Linked DNA regions of Mus musculus: all the other regions are linked to region 2. The links are chromatin contacts, called in public Hi-C and Micro-C maps. All regions are on one chromosome and are shown on one strand. Each heading gives the region's core, a stretch centred on a gene start, on an enhancer-like site or on the middle of the called end of the contact. The rest is flanking DNA. Distances are from core to core; before and after follow the strand shown.

Evidence for each region. Hi-C and Micro-C count contacts between places; a contact is called where the count stands out from the background.
Region 1: a Micro-C map of trophoblast stem cells shows a contact between it and region 2, with 8 times the contacts expected there. The contact joins the enhancer-like site here to the promoter of 9230102O04Rik in region 2. A contact is called at or near these places in 6 of 39 promoter capture datasets (cranial neural crest, embryonic stem cells, liver and 1 more), 1 of 15 datasets of contacts at CTCF or cohesin (stem cell-derived epiblast-like cells), 37 of 484 Hi-C or Micro-C datasets (the AML12 cell line, the Ba/F3 cell line, the N1E-115 cell line and 15 more), 3 of 115 datasets of contacts at active chromatin or transcription factors (astrocytes, embryonic stem cells and neural tube) and 2 of 9 other capture datasets (embryonic stem cells and pancreatic islet).
Region 3: a Hi-C map of LSK cells shows a contact between it and region 2, with 4 times the contacts expected there. The contact joins the promoter of Itih5 here to the promoter of 9230102O04Rik in region 2. A contact is called at or near these places in 1 of 39 promoter capture datasets (liver), 6 of 484 Hi-C or Micro-C datasets (LSK cells, the N1E-115 cell line, embryonic stem cells and 3 more), 1 of 115 datasets of contacts at active chromatin or transcription factors (bone marrow-derived macrophages) and 2 of 9 other capture datasets (adipose tissue and liver).

What each region holds. Positions count from the first base shown.
Region 1 is chr2:10,283,382-10,286,081 of GRCm38.p6, forward strand. No RefSeq gene overlaps it. Among named protein-coding and RNA genes, the nearest start is that of Gm31496, 23 kb to the right of the region's middle. Within about 2 kb of position 1,345, at least 46 of the 459 cell types and tissues checked have an H3K27ac peak or open chromatin away from gene starts, as enhancers often do. A contact at or near this core is called in Sertoli cells, muscle stem cells, trophoblast stem cells and 1 more, where this site is marked.
Region 2 is chr2:9,888,175-9,890,874 of GRCm38.p6, forward strand. It overlaps 9230102O04Rik (RIKEN cDNA 9230102O04 gene), which reads right to left and starts at 1,366. Exons shown (of 4, transcript NR_040511.1): 1 at 1,038-1,366.
Region 3 is chr2:10,152,233-10,154,932 of GRCm38.p6, forward strand. It overlaps Itih5 (inter-alpha (globulin) inhibitor H5), which reads left to right and starts at 1,311. Exons shown (of 14, transcript NM_172471.2): 1 at 1,311-1,523. The coding sequence starts at 1,434.

The DNA of each region.
Region 1 (2,700 bases), core at 95-2,594, 400 kb after region 2:
TCCTTCCAACTCCTCCCAACTCCTCAGCTAGCTGTTAAAAGCCCCCTACTGTTACCGCTGAGGTCGAACTCCCCTGCCCTGCGAGGAGGAAGGAGTTCGTCCTCAGCTGGCTGATAATAAAACCTCTTGCAGTTTGCACCATGTGTGGTTTTTCACATTGGGGTGCAACTCATCCAGGGACTTGAGCAGAGGCCCAGCTTCGGGGGTCTTACAATGTCTGGCTTGGTTGTGGCCTCTCTGCACTGAGTCTCAATTTCTGACTATTTTAGGGACAAACAGGAAAACGCTGCTGCTTATTTGACATCTGACAAGAGAGGAGGGGGTTGCACAAAGCCACACGCAGAGGGCACAGACTAATTTCTGTGTGTCCCACCTAGTATAGACTCTGGAATGAAATGGTAGGAACTGACCCAGGTTCTCACAGTTGAATCCTATTGCAAAATCCTGTCTCATTTCTAAGAACTCCACTGCTACAGGTGGCTTAGAAACAAACAAAACCTCCCCCAGAGCTAGCCTCATCCCAGAGCAAAGGTAACATACAACAGAGCTATTCTAGTCCGAATCCACGGAGGTTTTCTTGACCACTGTTCACCCAATAGGAGTTGAAGAAAGGAAAGCTTATCGTGACTTTGTAGAATCTGTCTGCTTGAAAAGCAACATTGTGTCAAAGAATATGTCAATTATAGATAAACTTGAGACTGCCGAGTGCAACTTTGGCCATTTCCTGCTGTTGTAAAGAGTGAAAACTAAGTATGCATACGAGCGTGTATGGAAAATTCAACTAATTTTGCTTATATACTTCCATTCTCCGGGGAAAGATTTTTGTCTGTCACAGTGATTCCACTATAGAAACTAAATTGAAAGACTTGTATTTTATTTATCTTCATAATAACCATGTTTGTGTGTAACAACACCATTTTCTTCTCACAAAAGTAAGGAGACTGAGGTGGGAAAGCCTGTTCACAAATCAGAGCACTGGGTTACATCCCTCCACACGAGCCAATGACATCTTTCCAAGTAAGCAGTTCTGGTGCCATACAACACTACTGTGATCCCAGCACCAAGAGACTTCGGTAGGGGGATTTGGAGTTCAAAGTAGACCTGAGCTACGCAGAGAAACTCCATCCAACGAAAAAAATAATAAAGAGATTAAAAAAAGAATAAAACTATTATAAGCAGAAGGAAAAAGAAAATCGGTAATAGTTTTGTGCTCTTGTAAATACTGGATTTGTCTCATTTGACTTTCATGATTTGCTATGTAACAAAATCAGACAACTAGGAACAGCGTGTACCTCCTCCCCACCAAACTTGACCCTCCAGACTAACAAGCAACTAAGCAAGAGCAAGAGCGCCACCCAGGGAGAAACCCTGATGCTCCCTCTTCATCACGTGTTGAAAGGGATTAACCGAGCTCTCCCAGGGCGGCTTTTGTCCTCTACGTCCTTCACACATTTTACTTAAAGAGAAAGTGCAAGAAGACTCAGAGCCTGTCCATTATGTCCTCAGATTTATTGACACGGAAAGTCAGGCCTGAGTGTGAAGGGAGGATCAGAACCCCTGCCCCGTGCCTTTATAAAGCCTTTTCCTTCCTCCTGCTTCTCTTTAATCACAGCCTTTGTGAGGGAAACCTTTGAAGCAATCTCCTCTTTCTCCCCAGGGACTTCCCCCCAGCTTCCCTGGTTACTAGGGCTCTCTCTCCCTGTGGCCTGATCAATTTCAGTAAAAATATTTAAAGCATGTGGCATTGTAATTAAGTGAGCCGATTGTATCCCCATCAGTGTGCAAGACAACAAAACTGTTGTCTGGGGTCCCTTCCAAGGAGCACGGAGGCTGAGTGGAGCCAGTCTTAGTTCATCTGGATTGATTTTTATTTTTTGAAGTGGCTTGTTTGGGGGTAAAGACAGATACTACAGGCTGGGTAAATTATGCGTGTCACTAGGACCGGAAGGAAAATTTGCAGAGGCGTTCTCTAGTATGATTTCCAACTCAGTAGTTTAATTTCTGAACAAAGGTGTCCAATTTCTAGCAGTTAAACCCTCAGTCAGAATAGCTTGTCTTCCAGCAGTGGTCAGTTGCCCACCACAGCTTGCTATCTATCTATCTATCTATCTATCTATCTATCTATCTATCTATCTATCTATCTATCTATCTATCTATTTCTACCTACCTACTTTTCTGCCTGTCATCTGTTCTTTTGGTAAAATAACAACCTCAATAGTGTCTCCAGTGACTACTTATGCTGGGAGCTGCCCCCCACTATTTCAGAGCTGCTGGCTGTCTTTCCTATGTGCCTACCCCCTTCCCTTTATCTTTAAACCATGATTTAGAGGATCTGAAGAGATGGCCCAGCAGTTAAGAGCACTTAAATCTCATGTGAAAGACCAGAGTTTAGTTCCCAGCACCACCTGCTTATAATTCCATCTCTAGTGTATCTGATGCATATGTGTGAACTATCAAGCGTATGTAAGCAAACACACACACACAAGCAAACACATAAATAAAATAAACCCTTTTTATAAGTAAAATGTAAAGGGACAATTAAGAAAAAAGAATTTGAGAATCAAATTCAAAAGGTGCTCTTAGAGAGGGCAGAATGGCCGGTGAAGACAGCCCGTGTACAAAGTTGACCCGAAGCAGGGCAGCTGGGGAGAACCTGAAGCTCTTCCCAGGTGTGGGACCCACACAGAGATGGGAAGGGTG
Region 2 (2,700 bases), core at 116-2,615:
CAGGAGTGAACATCGTATGAAGAGCTAACAAACTAGTAAGCCTTCAAAAGTGTTTTCTTTCTCTCAAGGTTTGGGTTTATACGGGCACCCCCATTCCCAAAAGTAGTCTCTTTGCCTTTACTTCACACCACTGCTGCAGCGGCCACCACCACCCTTTAGTCGGGATTAGTAAAATAGAATTTGAATGTTTTTGGCTGGACTTGATTGCTGCTGTCTAATCCAGGCATAGAAGAATATTCATCAGAGTTAAAAGGATCCTATGGGTCCCAATTGTCTTAAATTATTTCATGAGGAAATTTTATTTTTGAGGAGAAAAATAAAAAAATAAAAACAGGAACTAGAAGCAGTCAAGGGAAAATTCTATAAAGGAAATGAAGCTGTTTGCCCTACCCAGGACCCAGATAACTGCAGTGTCCTGCTTGGAGTAAACACACACACACACACACACACACACACACACACACCTTCCCATTCCCATCCAATAGCAAGGGCATCTGAATCATGTACCAAGAGAATCTACCACGAGTACATTTCAGCTAGAGTGAAATGAAACCCTTCAAACACCGAGGTAGAAAAGGGTCAGGGTCCATTTGTTTTGGCAGGTTGAATTTTCCCTTCACAATATTTTTGCAAAAAAAATATGGAGGCTGACTTTTAAAATAAATATATCCTTGGGGAGAAATAAAACAAAGTTTTGTCCGTGGCTGAACCATGAAGTCAATAAGTTGGGGCTGCTCCAACCGGTTGGGTAGAAAGAGGTGACTCAGTGTTCAGCTTTGGGGTGGTCAACTCCTGGGAGAAGGAGACCGGTCAGAGCCTACGGAACTGTTGAGGTGGGGCGGAAGACAGAGGAGAAAGGAGAAGCTGGGAGTCCCGAAAGTGTTAGTCGGCACCCGTGGAGTGGCGAGAGCTACCGGGTGATGGATGTCACGTTGCAGAGTGGGTGATACCAGGATAGGCACGCTTTTCTCCTAGATACTGTCAGCGACCTGTCTCTACCTCCACAAACCTGAAATTCTTTCCATTTAGACACCAACCCGTCTGCGCCTCGGCGGGGCGTCCTCTGGGGTGCGATGAACCCAAGAGTGGAGCAAGCTGAGAACACCATTTGCCAATCTGGCAAAAGGAAAGAAGGGGATCTTCTGGTCCATTGGGGAACCCGGAAGAACCATCTTCGCCAAAGCAATCCTGCCAGTCCCCAGCCCTGTCGCTCCAGCTCTCCGCCACCAAGTGGCAGAGTCACACTCTCCAGTAAGCTGTGAGGACTAGGCTGGAGCCATGCTCTTAACAACCTATGCCCAACCTGTTGCCCTAATGCACCCTATGAACTGTCCAGGAAAGCCGTGGGTCCTGGGAAGATGTGACTGGCTTCCGGGAAGCGTAAGAGACACAAGTACCCTTCCTCCTTACGCGCGACTGGATGGGGGCTGGAGCAGAGACCAGAGAGGCACGCATGTGCCCACGTGACTACAACAGTTGATCCTCCCAATCCCCTGCACCCAGCGGTATCTAGATCTCACTTCTGGGTCTCGCGGGCGGGTGGGGCTTTTTACGGTTTCCCCATGCTTCCCATTCACTTCCCATTCAATGCTTCTTGTCCCCCTTTAAGGTCCCTGCTGTCCCTCCTCCTCTTTCTCCTTACCTTCAACAAGTTCGCCTCCAATTTGAAAGCCTCTTTTTCCTTAGAATGTACGTCCTATAGGGGCACTTCCGAACCAAAGCAGACTTTCTTCCCTCTCCCACTCCTCTTACTAAAGCTCCCTCGCGAGCACCTTCTGTCCCCCAGGTCTCCTCGGGTCTGCTCTGCCGGCCTCGCCGCGCTCCTTCCCTTCTGCCGACACCGGCTCCGGATTGAACACTGCTCTAAAACGTAAAGAGCTGTGAAAATGCGGTCGCGTGCCCCACCCCCAACCCCGTCATTGCTCCCAAAAGTCTTAACTGGAGGAAGTTGGGCTTCCAAAGAAACTTGGAGGCTAAAAAAGAAAATCCTAAGAACTACAGTGGTCTGGCTGGGGCTAAAGGCATGATCTGATTCTCTTAACAGACAGAAGGGTGGACAGGGGAGTTGGGGGGCGGGGGGGGGGAGTATTGAAGTGGGAAGGGAATGAGGTAAAGAGAGAGGGTCCAGCGCAGTAGCACCCCTTTAATAGATTGCCCTGTCCTCAGCACTCCGGAGGCAGAGGCAGGTGGGTCTCTAGCTGGTCAGCCTGGTGTACAAAGCAGGACTGAGAACCCCTGTGTCGAAAAGGAAAACAAAAAGTGGAGATGAAGGGGGAAGTGAGGGAAAGGCTCTGAGGCATTTATTCCTGATTACTGGACATCGCCTGAGCACAGTACAAGGATAGTGCTCTAAGAAACCACGAGTCGCTGTCTGATTTTACAACGGAGTTGCTTTCCGGTTGAAATTTCAATTTCTGTCTCTGTCTCTCTCTTTGTCTCTGTCTCTGTCTGTCTGTCTCTCTGTCTCTGTCTGTCTGTCTGTCTGTCTGTCTCTCTCTCTCTCTCTCTCTCTCTCTCTCTGTGTGTGTGTGTGTGTGTGTGTGTGTGTGTGTGTGTGTGTGACAAGAAATGACATTGCCTCATTCAGTGGTGATAACAGTAGTTCACGCCAGGGTTGCTGGAAGCTGCCCTGAGAACAGGACGGTCCCATCACTAATTTTAGGGAGTGTTTTCATTGAGGATGTTTGTGTGTTCTCTGGA
Region 3 (2,700 bases), core at 61-2,560, 260 kb after region 2:
TGGGTGATTAGGCTAATTAAATGATTAACGTTGACGACCAGGATCTTCCTTTCATTTATTTCACAGTAGCACCAAGTTTGCTTGTTCGAACTTCTCCTGATTTCTCTGCAGAACGAACACCATTGCTCTAAGAATAATAAGTGGGATGTTTTAAGAGGAGGTGGCTGCTCAAGCCATAATGCCTACTGTTGCTGATTTTTGTGAAGTGTATTCCTGTGTGTTTTTACCTAGTTATGATGTGTCAGTTGATGTGGTTCTGTGATCTGACATCCCTACACCCACCATCACACTGCCAACACTCTCTGTGTTTCTATAGACCTCATGATTATTATTGGCTGTCTAACGGGACATATCGTGCCTAGGATGGGGGCAGCCACTTCCCCATTTTTGGTCACAGAAGCCCGTTTCTCACCCTATCTAGATAGATGGAATTGCCAGAGACAGAGTATGTCTTTGAGACAACTGCCTTTTGCACTAAACACATAGCTACATTATTTGTGCACAGGGCAAAAAGACTGCCCCTCCCCCCACACCTACGGTTGCAAAAGGTCAGGCATGGCAGGTTCACCGGAAGTGGTTTTCCTGTGGCAAGTCAGAAATAGAACCAACATTCTGTAATCAAGATACATGCTACTCATTCCCCAGCTAAAATCCAAACAGGTTCAAATGTTCTATGTTCTCAAAAGCGAACGCAGGTTCTCTTTTCTGTCCTCCAATACCAGAGTTCATCAATTAAATGGGACAATGCAGCTTGTGTGCCTTAGACCATCAGTTGTCATCTCGTGTTATTTGTGACTCTAGCATTGGTGGCAGATACTAAGGGCGGGCCCCTGTCAACTTTAGACTTCAGGTGAGCTCTAAAAGCTGATCTGGGCAACAGGAATTATGCAAATCCTAAAGCGAAGGAAACCGGGGGATGAAGGGTTGGAGTGATGTACCTGGCAGCTACAGGCAGAGGAAACAAGTTCCACTGAAGTTTGTTGACTGCATGCAGGACAAAGTTCGCTTCGCTGTGCACTCAACTAGGGCAGGTCTGGAGTCTTTTCCTCCTGGAACCAAACATGGGAACCCAGTAGCTCCTCAAGCTGGAGGATGGAGGTGGTGGCCTGCAGAAAGCTGGCCTGCGGTCAACCTTGGAGCCCAGGGGAGGCAAAACTAGGATCATAGGGATCATAGGGTGAGTTGTGGGCGGAGCCAAGGATGCCCTCTAAACTCCCCAAGGGACAGAGAGGCGTGGCCTGGGGTAGTGGTAGTGCGGCGACAGGCGACAGGACTCAGGATGGCCTGAAGGGCATAAAGGGGGCGGGGACATTGATGGGCGGGGCTTTGGTGGAGGAAGGGCTGGATGCAGCGTGTTTCTCTGCAGCCGCGGCTCCTCCAACTCCCTGAAAAACCTTCGCTGTCCCAGAGAGGTCGCGCGCTCTGGCTTCGCCATGCTCCTGCTGCTAGGGCTGTGCTTGGGGTTGCCCCTCTTCTCAGAGTCCCAGGAAGAGGCAAGGAGTTGGGACGACACCTCGGAGCAAGTAAGTAGGGGAAAGAGCTGTGGGAGCCAGCGACTCTGTCCCTTCCCTCCATCTCCCTGGGGCTTATGGCTTCTGGACAGGCTGGAATTGATCTGTAGGATGCAAGGAAGGGGGGAGGGGGATCGCCTTCCTCTGGGTCTGCACTGTTTCTTTTCCCAGTCTTCAGCATGGGGACTTTCCCATCTGTTGGTCACTTGTGCTACTTCTGAGTGGTCCTCAGCGCCTGCTCCGTGCCAGATTCTCGCAGAGCCGTACATGGAACTTCAAAGTTGTGCAGAATCCAATGTTCTTGTTAGCTCCCGCTGCCTACCAGATTCCTATCCGTCCTTACAAATTTCTGAGAAGGCTCCTGCCCAGCAGTTCATTGAAAGTTTCCGAAAATCTTAGAAGTGTGAGATGGTTAACTGTTAGCTCTCACCCGGGAAGCGGGGGGGGGGTGGGGGGGGGGGTGGGGGGGTGGGGTCGATAGCTGATTAAAAGCCTTAAACTCCTGGAAACTTCAACACTCTCCACCCAAACATGGGAAAACCCAATTTGCCCTCTGGTTCTTATTAATTGTGAGTAGTTTACTGGAGGTCCCACAATTAAGCCAGTGTCAAGCTCAGGTACTTGGTGCATACGTCAGAGTTTGTGTTTTAAGTTCATAACCGCACAGATGACAACAGCTCTGCAAATGAAAAGGTTCAGTCCAGTGTCTGACCACTGGAAACGTTCCACGAAAACTGTCAAACAGATATGTCCTAACATCCCTGTAAGGATCCTGTAGGAGAAGCGAGCTTTTGTGGAGGTGTAGGAGAAAAGTAGGCTTGGGTCCAAAGAAAGGCTGGTCCCCACTCTGCCTACTCTGCCATTTACAGCTGTCCTGAGCACACTCCATATTTGAATGCAATGTATTTTCTCTGCAAGGCATGCTGTTCTATGGGGCTAGGGCTGGACTAAAGCCTGCTATTAACCCAGGCTGGCTTTGAACTCTCAGTCTTCCAGTCTGACTCTTCCAAATGCTGGGATTATAGGTGTGCATCGTGTCTGGCTTACAATTCCTTTTGAGCATATAGCAAGGACCTGGTATCCAGCAGGCACTCAATAAATGAGAGATATTTTATTGGTTAGGACTTGGCTACCTAGATCTGTATTCTAAACTGCCAGCAGGGTTGGCACTTGACATAGCTTCTGCTGG